Regions from separate parts of the Mus musculus genome. Here all the other regions are linked to region 2. A link is a contact called in public Hi-C and HiChIP or PLAC-seq data. All regions are on one chromosome and are shown on one strand. Each heading gives the region's core, a stretch centred on a gene start, on an enhancer-like site or on the middle of the called end of the contact. The rest is flanking DNA. Distances are from core to core; before and after follow the strand shown.

Region 1 (3,677 bases), core at 860-3,359, 2.1 Mb before region 2:
ATTTGTCATAGTCAGTAGGGAAAAAGACTGCAAAGGACAAGGCGATTCCTCATCTCATTTTCTGAGACACGCGTTTTTCTTTAGAGAGAAATCTCATAACAAACCTGATTTGAAACTGTAACTGAGAAGACCTATTTGTTTACCAATTTATTATTATACTTTGTCTAATCATGAATGCAGTTCATGAAATGTTTGCTAGGGCACAGTCTGGAAACTGCCTGGGCAAGAATGAAGTGTGCAAGTGAATAGTGTGTGTGTGTGTGTGTGTGTGTGTGTATGTGAGTGTGCCTGTGTGTGCATGTGCGTGTGTGCGTGTGCATGTGCATGTGTGTGTGTGCATGTGTTTGTGGTCGCACACATGGCAAGAATGAAGCATGCAAGTGAATCGTGTATGTGTGTGTGTGTGTGTGTGTGTGTGTGTGCATGTGCACTCGCACACACCCATATGTGTGTGCACGCGTGAATGCATTATACTGGTTAGATTTTTTTAAGTCTCCAGTGAGTGTCTCCGCATCTAACTCACATCATTGTTCTGCCTTGGCTATGGTTCCATGCTTGGGGGCTTGCCTAGAAGACAGGAGGACCCAGGCTTGATTCCAAAGCTACACATACAAGGTAAACACCATTGCCCATGTAACTTAGATTTAAGGTTCTCCTCATAACCAATTCTCCGTGCTCCCCAGATGAGAAGGAGGTGCTCCCTGCCTGGCTGCACCTTGCTTCCGGACTGTCTGGAACAGGAGCCCGGGATTTTGCTTTTGTTTTTAAGTCAACTCTTCTTTCTCTAGCCCTTTGTTCCTGTGCCCTCTTTCTTTTCTGAGGTTTGCTTATTGTGTAGCAGAAAGACGCTTTCAAACCTTTGTCACCTGTTCTGTGTAAGCAGGATCTCGTGTGTTTGCAGACCTCGTGTAAAAAAAATTGAAGAAAGATAACTGTTGATTAAACATTATATACGATATTATCACCGTGAGAAGATCTTAAAATCTCTTTGTAATACTGACTGTATGATTTCAGACAAATATATTTCCTTTCCTGTTACCAAGTATTTGAAAAAGAACCAAAAGCCTTAAATCTCTTCCTACATTTTCCACCCAGTACTCTGTAATCAAACCTATAAATATTTCCATTGAGAATATTAAACTGGATGCTGTCACATTTAAAGGAACTAGAATCCATTACATACGAGCCAAACTGTCTTCAGTCGACAAAGCTGCGGAATGCTTGCATTGTAGTGATCTGGTTTCTGCCACAGGGAAAATGTTTTTCTTCTATATTCTCATTTAAAAACCTTTAAGCAACTGTGGGTTCGTGTGTATGAAGGTTGTGGAGCCCATCTGAGGAACCTGGAGACTTTCACTCTCTAAGGTGTGCTTTGTTTATTTAATAGTTTAATGGGGGGGGTTGGTGTATTGCACTTTTTAAATTAAAATTTAAAGGTCACTCACAAAGTATCGGGCTTCTTTTGGACAGTTCATTTCTTCGTTTGAACTCTTAATAAACTTTATCACAAGTCAGCACTAACCAAAGGAAGTGGTCTCTGGACGTGGAATGTGTGTGTGTATAAAGTTGGCAGATTTCAGTTTTAAGTCTCAAAGTAATCACACCGTGCATTCACAATCCCTTTGCCTGTTCTGGCCGGCCGTAACCCAGGGCATCTAGACCCACCCAAAGTTTCCTTTCTATGGCCAGGAGGAGTCGGAGTACCTACTCAGGTGCTGCAGGTTTGGGGTCACAGCACTGCTGGTGCACATACGAACTGCACAGCGCCCAAGTTATAGGCCTGGGGATGGACCTCGGTTACAAGAGGTGTCAGCTCGAAGGCCGCCCAGGAGACTTCGGGCTTTGTTCAGTCACGAGCCAAGCCCTCCTCGTCAGAGAAGCCAATTAGATCCCCGCTGGGGATCATCTGATCTCACGTCCCTCTCCAGGAGGGGCTCAGAAAGGGCGGGACCAGCCGGCCAGCTCTGGTGAACTAGGAGGCCGGCCGCATGTCGGGAGGCCGGGCGCAGAAGCCAAGGCCCGCCCCGCTCCGCCTCGCTAAGCCTCGCCCCTCCTCTGTAGGCCCCGCCCCCAGGGGCTCCCCGGGCGCGCGCCGCCCCGCCATGTCCGCGCGCCACGCCCCCCTGCTCGCCGGCCGCGTGCGGAGCCGCGCGCCCCGGAGGTTCCCGGACCGTGGCGGCGGGCGGCGGCGGCAGAGCAGCCCTGTGCGGGCCATGTCTTCTCCGGCCGTGGCGAGGGCGTCCCCGGGCGGGAATCGGGAGGCGTCCGGCGGACCGCGGAGCCGGAACGGGCCGTGGGAAGTGGGCGGCGGCGGCGAGCGGTTGGAGCGCGCGGGCGCGGAGTCGGGGCGCTGGGAGCTTCTGCTCCGCCGCGGAGAGCTGCTGGCGCTGGGCGGCCACCTGAAGGGAGCGCTGGAGGCGTTCGCGGCTGCGCTGCGCCGCGGGGCCCCGGCCAGGCCCGAGCGCCTCGGGTCGCTAGTGGACTGCCTGGTGTTCAGCTACCGGCTCCGCCACGGGCTGCGCTGGAGCGCGGCACCCGCGGCGGGCGCGGCCGGGCTGCTCAGCTGCCTGAGCTGCCGGGGCTTCCTAAGCGAGCCGGTGACCGTGCCGTGCGGCCACAGCTACTGCCGCCGTTGCCTACGGAGGGAGCTGCGCGCCCGCTGCCGCCTGTGCCGGGACCGCCTGCCACCCGCCGCCGCCGCCTCGGAGGGGACCCCGCGGCCGCCGCCCCTGGCCGCCGCCATCGCCGACTTCCGAACCAGCGTCGTGCTCAACCACCTGGCGGAGAAGTGGTTCCCGGGCCAGCGCGAGCGCGCGCGGGCGGCCGGCCGCCTCGGGGAACTGCTGCACGAAGGGCGCTACCGGGAGGCCCTGGCCGCCGCCTGCGACGCCCTGCGAGCAGGTGATGCGGGGCTGCGGTGTGGGGCCGGGCGAGCGGGGATCACGAGTGTGGGAGGGGGCGGCGCCCCGGGGTGCTTCGGTCACGGTGGGGATCGCCTGGGAGCTGCAAGTGACGCGGCGCGGGGAGGGGCGCGGATGCGAGGTTCCCTCGTGCGCGCGCCCAGCGGGGACCTGGGGCCGCGGAGCTTGGGCGCGGGGTGGGTGGGGGCCGCAGGCTTCCCTCAGTACTCTGGCCGGGAGCCCCAGCCGGGGTGGGGGCGAGCATCCCCGGGCTTGGCGGGAGCTCGGGGGATACCGTGTCTACCTTGGTCGTGCACTAAAGTCACCGGGGCAATTAGAAGCCGCGGGAGGGCAGAATTGCATAAGCTGGGTGGGGGGGCGTTGTGTAACGGGTGACGTTCAGTGGGCGTGGCGGGAGCCCGGCGCGGGCACCGGCATCGGGAGGCCCAGCGACGGCCCAACTCCGAGTTGGTGGCCGGCTGCCCCCGAGGTGGTCACCTCTTCTTACCTGCAGGATCTCTTGCTCCTGGAACCTCCTCCACCTGCCTGTCTCATATCCTGCTTCCTCCGCCCTCTGTGCTGCTCCCTTGTACCCCTGGTGTTGGTAGAGAAGTAGCCTGTGTGAGGAGTTTGCCTTGCTCACAGTAGACCTGTGAGGGGAAGCTTTGTAGGTCTTTTGTTTATATTTTCATATCCAAGAAACAGCAGCTTGGTCCCGTCTCCTGCTTAGAGCTTAAGTTGGTTTTTAAGCTGGGGGGTAGGGGGAAGAGGGCCATG
Region 2 (3,710 bases), core at 302-2,801:
TGTTATGATCTTAGTATGTCCATGTCCTCCTGGCTTCCAGTTTCAGTTCTCACCCAATAAACTTATAGGGCGACTCCCTTTCAGTCTGTGTAGGTACAGATTCCAAAACTTCTCGGATAGGGCCTACAACCGTGACCAACCCATTGGCTTCTCCTCTCTCCAGCTTTCCAAATTCCCGTTCCATTTATTAGCAAAGAGCATGTTCCATCTGCCCCCCAACACACACACACACACACACAAACAACCCAACTTTGTCTTTCCATTAAAAGAGTCCTGTCAGATCAAACCAAAGGACTATTTCCCATGTCTTCTATTTCCTAGATATTTCTAGGATAGAGGTTGTCTCTGCCTTCTTAGATTCAACAGAGGAGACCTACATATTAGCAGCTGTAAGGCCTATTAAAGGGGAGAGTGTATTTTACAGGCTGTATTTTACAGGCTTAGCAAGGTTCCGAATAAAGGAAAACACAACCGGCTAGGTCTGGGAGCCCATAAGGCATTTTAACAAAAGGCAATACGCTGTGGGAAAGCAACTAAATGGAAGAAATTTGGGCTTTCAGGGGAAAACTAAGGGAGATAAAGGCTATTTCTGTAACATTTCTACAAACTCCAATTGCGGCTGCTTACAGAGACATCTGTCTCTTCCTCAGAAATGAAAATATTTACACATGGGAAATTTTGTGTTGCAAATATCTTCTCATGTAACACAGGAAAGGAAGTTCCGGCTACCTTTACAAGGAGAAACTTAAATCGGTCTGATTTTGTACAGAAAAGGAGCGCAGCCAATTCCCCTTCTATGTCTCTCTCTTTTTTAAAATTGATTTCAGCTACAGTCATCTTTCCGCCGCCCCAGTGGTATATTTTGGAGTGCAGATGGATCCCTCTTGCTATCCATTATCTTCGTCGCACTTTTGTTCTCTTTTGAGTATTTTCTCTTTCTAGTCTGCAAACAACCCGAGGGCAGAAACTACACCTGGTTTTGTTCATCCCAACGCCTACCCGGTTCCCCAGCATATGCTATGTGGGAAGCTTACATAAATATATAGGATCTCTGCGGGGCGCCCCCCCCCCCACTTCCCCATCCTTTTTGTCACCAAGACTGAAAAGCTCTCCGACTCCCAAGAGGAAGCATCTTTATGTTCACATTATGACTCGTTGACTCCCTGCGGGGGTGGAGGGGACCTCATGGGATCTGTGTTAGGAACCCAAGGAGAGAAGCAGAGACCACCCATCTCACGTGTCACAGACTGGGTGGTGGGAGGAGAAATGGGCTCGCGGGGCAGAAAGTGAGGCGATCCCGCAAAGACATCGCCCGCATCTTCACGAGCTCCGCACGCTCTCTTCTCGAGACCGCGGGGACTCCGGGCCGGAGCTGCCCCGCACGTCCCCAGCTGGCCCCCCTCAGCCGCGGAAGGAAGGACGCCGGCCCGGCCCGGCCCGGCCTCGCGCGCCCCCACGCCCCCGCGCGAGCCGCCGGCGGAAGTGCAGCGGGGTGCACTTCCGGGTGTTGTCTGGCCGCCGCCGCCGCCGCGCGTCTCGGGTCTCCCGGCCACCGCCCGGGTCGTGGAGCCAGGAGCGACGTCACCGCCATGGCGGGCATCAAAGGTGGGCCTGGGCCGCGGGGCCGGGGCCGTAGGGATGGGGCGGGGCGGCGTGGGGACGACCCAGCCGGGCTCCTCCGGCGGTGGCGCTCCGCCCCTGGACCAGAACGGGGCAACCCGGCCACCGACGCGGTCTGCGCGAGTTTGCACCCAGAGACATTGAGGGCTGCGATCGGGAGGAATGCCCGGCACGGCAAACCAGTGTGGTTTCCCACCCGAGGCACGAACGCGCCCGTCTCCCAAACCCGGGCTCTGCATCCGCTCCCGGGATCGCGGTGCACAGGCTTTCCCTGCCTCTTAAATCGAATGCATCTTTGGTGTTTTTAAGGTGCAGTAGAGCCCGGATGCTAACCCAGAGTGCTCCTGGCTTCCTTTCCCCCACAAGTGCACGTTGACACTTTGTAGTTGTGATTTTTTTTTTTTTTTAAGAAGAAAGGTAACGAACACCTTGATGAAAGGTTACTTGTCTATTGGTGTGTTTTCTTCAGAGAGAACGGGATGTTGCATTCTTTGAAGACAGGGAACTTGGCTCAGTAGTAGTCTTGCCCCTGGGGTTAGAAGCAAAGTTTTGTATTTACTTATCAGCGGATCACTTTGATTTCCTGACCTGCTTTGTAGAAGAGATAACCTAGTTGGAAGTAAAAACAGTTGGATAGTGGTGCTTCCACCTCGCTGGTAAGGGCGACTTTGGCTGAGCTTTTTCCCTGGTTCACGTTTTTTCTGGTGTCTTGTTTATTTTCGGTGCCTAAAAAAAAAAAAGATGTTATTTCTCGTATAGAACCTTGTCATCTGAGCAACTAGGACACTTTCGGATCTCTTTTTGAGCTATAATAGACCCTTTCAAGTTCTAACGTGGATGGAAGTTACTGTAAAGTGCTGTTCTTTTTAGGATGTTGCCTGCGTTTCTCTACCCACCTGCGGTGTCATTAATGAGGGACTCTTTAAAAAAAGAAAACAGTTTTTATGGTTCTCCAAATCTGGATAATGTTAATCCTGGTGACAGTGACTGGGGGGGGGGGTAATTTTACTTTTTAAAGATTTCAGTGCCTTTTAAAGTTACAGGTTGCTTATCAAGATATTTCTTCCTGTTGGCCTTTAGATTGCCCTTAAGTAAGGAGTATTGCTGTAAAGACCATTACATATTTCTTGAGCCAGTTGCCTGCTACTCTGTGATACATTATATTTTCTGCTAACTCCCAGGCCGGGGAACTTGACCCCTTCACCTCTGTCTTTGTAGTCCATCTTTAGAGAATTTTTGCTAGGTAATTGGGCTGTTCCATCCCTGGCCCAGAGGCTTTGGAAGTAGAAACCACACTCCTCTCTGTTTCATTTTCCGAGTGTTGCATCAGTCAATTACTGTATGAATCCTTACCTTACTGGTGTGTCACTTAAGACACCGTTGATATAAAATAAGCCACCTAGCTGCCAGTGTCATAAGACTGGAGAGACGTTACTGGTTTGGGGAGCATTGTGGAGCAGTTTGTTTACGTGTGTCAGCTTTTATCTGTGATGACTTAAGAGATGAGATGTCACATGCAGATGGCTTTGAACGTCTTTTAAATACTGAGTATCGAATGCATGGAAATATGACCCTAGGGTATCTCCATTCCCCAAACACTTCTACAGGGCTTGTTTTTTCATATGTGAGTACTTGAAAGGAATTGGATCTTGTATAAATAAATGCATCGGTAATTTTATGGGCTGGAGAGATGGCTCAGCAGTTAACAGAAGAGATGAGCTCAGATCCAAGATCCGAGCATCCCTACCCAGCAGCTCACAAAAGCCTGCACCTCCAGCCCATAGTTACCTCATCGACACACAGACAGACACACACCTCCATAATAAAGTAAGCATTTTAAAATAAGGATTCTCTTATAATATTGATACAGTGGCTGTAATTTAAGCTCAAGTTTTAAATGTGTTTCAATGCCAGAACCTTATATTTTGGTTTCTTGATTTTTTTAAAGTATTATGAGTTAACTTGTGTTATTAAACTTTTGTATTAGCATTTTTGAACATTATGCAGTCCAGGCTAACTGGAACCCACATTCAACTTGCCTCAGCCTTCTTACTAGGATACACTCAATCAATCAATCAATCTCTCTCTCT
Region 3 (3,814 bases), core at 1,088-3,587, 2.0 Mb before region 2:
TTTCTGTCTGAAGTGCATGCTTTTGGTAGTGAGCTACGTCTTTATTTTAATACTGAATCTCTGCTGTGTCGCTAAGACGTGGCTAAGACGTGGCAAGGGGCGCTTCGACTTTCAACTCTGTCTTGAACATTCACTTGGATAATTACCTTTATGTTGGCTCCTTCACGCAATGGAACTCCCCAAGATGAAAGACATGAATGGAGGGGGGATTAGAATTATCAGAGAGAGAACTCTTTTGTTTCCAATGGAGGGTGTCAAGCAGAGGGCTTTAGCGACCACGGGACAAACATTCTAGATCCAACTTTTATCTTCAGCCTTAAGTTGAAATTTAAAGTGCAGTCTAACTAACTATAAAGAGCTCTTTATTTGGAAAGGCGTCTATTGAGGCTCCGTTCTTCCTTATATCACATTGTAATGAAAAAGTCAAACATTAAGCAAACCCTGCCTGTAGGCACAGTAGCCCGTCCTGCAGACATTTTGCTATACAATGAAAGGCTTAGTGTGGATAAACTAGTGGCTTCAGGGTTTCTTCCCAGGTAAAGTCTGGTTAAATCCACCGACCACAGGCAGATCCCTGATTCACAGATTCATATAAAGGCATGTGTGACTTTATAGACTCTATGGATGTAGAAATAGCTATACCTAACCATTTATTATGTATCTCATTAAACCTGTGCTAAGAAAAACCTTTCCTACTGTAATTCCAACCAGAAACATTTGAATTGGACTGTACAGACAGTTCTCATAAGTGCCAGGTTATTTTATAAGGCTGAAAAGGAGTTTTAAATAAGCATATAAAACTTCTAACTGAGCCATCCACCAAAGAGCATACAAGGGCTGGCTGGACCAAAGCCCCAGGCACATACGTAGCAGAGGGCTGCCTTGTCTGGCCTCATGGGAGAGGATGTGCCTAATCCTGCAGGGATTTGATGCATCAGAGTAGGGAGATATGGGGGGGGGCACCATCTCAGAGGCAAAGGGGAGGTGGGATAGAGGGAGGGACTCTGGGGGGCTGGGAGAAGGGCAGTGTGTGGAATGTAAATAAACAAATCAATAAATTAATTTAAAAAAGAAAACTCATTTTAGCACCCGTCTTTGAAACCTTAGCAACACACTTTACTAAGATTATGAAAAGTCAGCAAAAATCGCAAAGCACCCTGGGATCTCACTTGATGTGCCCTACGCAAGAGCACTGGACATTTCTCCACTCAAGGAAGTTTCTATGAGCAAATGCACTGATGCCCGGCATCTGCAGGGGACTGTGTTCTGCTGAGTCGGCTCAAGCATAAAACGAGAAGTTTCCATCAAAGTCAAGTTAAGATTGATGTTAATTTACAAGTTTTCAGTTGGATTGCCCTGGGGCTAAGAGATCGTGAACATTCTTGGGCCAGATGTTCCCACTCTAGAGTGATAGTCATTTTCTGGTTATTTGGGAAAAAAAAAACTGAGTTGGCTTCTGGAACATTTATCTAAGTACATGGCAGGACCAGGAAATATGTCTATTGACATTCGAAATTAAAAAAAAAATGTTTGCAGCTAGAAGAAAAACAGGAAAAAAATGCAGTGTTTCTTAAAACGGAGTCTCTCGGATGCTGATAGACACATCTCATCTGAACTGTGGACAGCGTTTCTGTTTTCTGTTTCAGTAGCATAGATGGAAATTAGCCAAAAAAAAAAAAAACCCAGAAATTTAAAATTACTATAAAACTGCTCTCGATTTTTCTAATTAAAGAGCAGGTTAGTCTGCTTCATAGAAGGGCTAAATTAGAGAACACCTAATAAGAAATACAACTTAAGGCAACCCCTGGCAGGAGAAGGTGAGTCAAATTAAAAGACTGAGGTTTTCTTTTTCAATACTAATAAAGAAGGCCCTTTTAAGTCATTCATTACTCCACATAAAGCCTTCTACTGGACTGCTTTCCTGTATTCTTTTATAGAAAGTACATTCACTTTAATATTTATGTAGACTAAGCGTGCCCCTTCTTTGATGATCACTAACTGGCTATGTGGCCTCTCTGGAGTGACACCAAAACCTAAATCAAGAGTCCAAACTAATGTTACATTGGCTGTTTCAATACTGTGGTAGTTAGAGTTCAAATCAACAAACCCTGTTTGCTTTGCCAATAACAAGACTGGTAGAGTTGCTGGCTTTGGGGAGACATAGCATTTAATATTTTCAGAAGAAAAAAGAAAAAAAAATCGAGTGTAACAATGCACATTTCGAATGTGGCCACCAGAGGTCTACTGACACTGCAGAGCGAGCAGGCTGCAGGAGCGTGGGCGCAGACTGGTGCATGCGTACTCTGCCTGGTGGGGCCAGAGACTCTCCAGCCCTGCCCTGGTCTGCTGAGTCAGAGCTGCTCTGTAACCCCCACAGGTGACTCAAGTATGCGAGGGAGTGTGAGAAAGACTGCTGCCAGGGTTGAAAAGGAAATGTGGTGTATCCCGTGTGTGATGGAGATTAAGATATTTAAAAGTCCAGGCAAAGGCAGGGCATGGAGGCACCCATATTTAATTCCAGCATGTGGGCAGGAGGCAGAGGCAGGTGGATCTCCTAGTTCAAAGCCAGTCTGGTCTACTAGTGAGTTACAGGACAGTCAAGGCTAAACAGTGAACACACCTCACCACCCGCGCCTCTCTCTCTCTCTCTCTCTCTCTCTCCCCCTCCCTCTCCCCCTCTCCCTCCCTCCCCCCTCTCTCCTCCCTCCCCCTCTCTCTCTTTCTCCCTCCCTCCCTTCTCTCTTCTCTCCCTCCCTCTCCCCTTCTTCCCCATTTCCCCCTCCCTCTCCCCCTCTTCCCCTTTCCTCCCTCCTCCCCATATTTCTCTCTCTCTCCCTCCCTCCCTCCCTCTCCCCCTCTTCCTCATTTCCCCCTCCCTCTTCCCCTTTCCTCCTCTCCCCCCCCCCACTTTAAACATTTTTCCTAACAATGTTACAACTCAAAAGCTATTTTCTTTTCAAAACGTTCTACCTGGACCTGGTGCCACAGAACTGTCATCACACATCTTGAGATCAAGAGGCAGGAAGGATCACAAGGTCAAGGCCTGCCTGGGCTACAGAGTGAACTCATATCAAACAAGACTGCCTCAAAATAAAAGATTAACATGGGTTTGGAGGTATAGATCGGTGGTAGAATATTTACTTGGCATGTGTAATGCCCTAGCTTCAAACTCTGGTACAAAATCATTTAAGTGACCAAGGCTGTATTTTTAATTTGCAATTTAGCTTCCAGATATTTGAAGATGAAGAAGCTCTAAATATCACCTAACATGTACAGGTCTAAATGTTCTCGTTTAACAGAAGAAATTATCTGACCAGGACTGAAGTGGCATTCCACGCTCAATATAAGATAGTTAGCTGTCTTTAACTAGAACCAAGTTCTCCAGAGGTGTCCCTGAGGCTGCAGGACCTCACTCTTGTATGGAGGTGGGGCTAAGCTAGGGAAGCATCATGGGAAGGGCAGGCTTTGTCCATCAATCAAGATGTGCAGAGCCCTGGACTCAGAGGTTCCTCTCCTACTCCAATGTGCCAGGATTCCTTCAAGTATATCGAGACTGTTAGACTGATTTTTCTCTGTTCCCCATATTTCTCAGGGACAGGGATGTCTCCATGGTTCTCTGTGTTACCATCAGTATACTCCCAACAACTCTGTCTTCACAGAATACATATCCAGTCACTGAGTCTGTGTCTCTCTCTCTCTCTCTCCCTCTCTCTCTCTCTCTCTCCCCCTCTCTCTCTCTCTCTCCCTCTCTCTGTCTTTCTCTGTAGACCTGGCTGACCTCGAACTCCCGGTGTAGATCAAGCCCACAGAGGTC

What was found. Hi-C and Micro-C count contacts between places; a contact is called where the count stands out from the background. HiChIP or PLAC-seq counts read pairs in DNA pulled down with a chosen protein or histone mark.
Region 1: a contact with region 2 is called in an H3K27ac HiChIP or PLAC-seq map of thymic regulatory T cells, with 11 times the contacts expected there. The contact joins the promoter of Lonrf1 here to the promoter of Leprotl1 in region 2. A contact is called at or near these places in 3 of 39 promoter capture datasets (hippocampal neurons, liver and pre-B cells), 2 of 484 Hi-C or Micro-C datasets (the HPC-7 cell line and hematopoietic stem and progenitor cells), 2 of 115 datasets of contacts at active chromatin or transcription factors (regulatory T cells and thymic regulatory T cells) and 2 of 9 other capture datasets (adipose tissue and liver).
Region 3: a Hi-C map of CD8 T cells shows a contact between it and region 2, with 2.7 times the contacts expected there. The contact joins the enhancer-like site here to the promoter of Leprotl1 in region 2. A contact is called at or near these places in 4 of 39 promoter capture datasets (the C10 cell line, hippocampal neurons, liver and 1 more), 2 of 484 Hi-C or Micro-C datasets (CD8 T cells and memory CD8 T cells), 5 of 115 datasets of contacts at active chromatin or transcription factors (T-cell acute lymphoblastic leukemia, large pre-B cells, pro-B cells and 2 more) and 1 of 9 other capture datasets (adipose tissue).

What each region holds. Positions count from the first base shown.
Region 1 is chr8:36,247,791-36,251,467 of GRCm38.p6, reverse strand. Lonrf1 (LON peptidase N-terminal domain and ring finger 1) reads left to right here and starts at 2,109. Exons shown (of 12, transcript NM_001081150.2): 1 at 2,109-2,901. The coding sequence starts at 2,214. It overlaps Gm35712 (a long non-coding RNA gene), which reads right to left and starts at 3,562. Exons shown (of 4, transcript XR_870368.3): 1 at 3,409-3,562.
Region 2 is chr8:34,144,580-34,148,289 of GRCm38.p6, reverse strand. It overlaps Leprotl1 (leptin receptor overlapping transcript-like 1), which reads left to right and starts at 1,551. Exons shown (of 4, transcript NM_026609.2): 1 at 1,551-1,605. The coding sequence starts at 1,590.
Region 3 is chr8:36,182,799-36,186,612 of GRCm38.p6, reverse strand. No RefSeq gene overlaps it. Among named protein-coding and RNA genes, the nearest start is that of Gm35520, 3.8 kb to the left of the region's middle. Within about 2 kb of position 2,337, at least 188 of the 459 cell types and tissues checked have an H3K27ac peak or open chromatin away from gene starts, as enhancers often do. A contact at or near this core is called in CD8 T cells, T-cell acute lymphoblastic leukemia, memory CD8 T cells and 3 more, where this site is marked.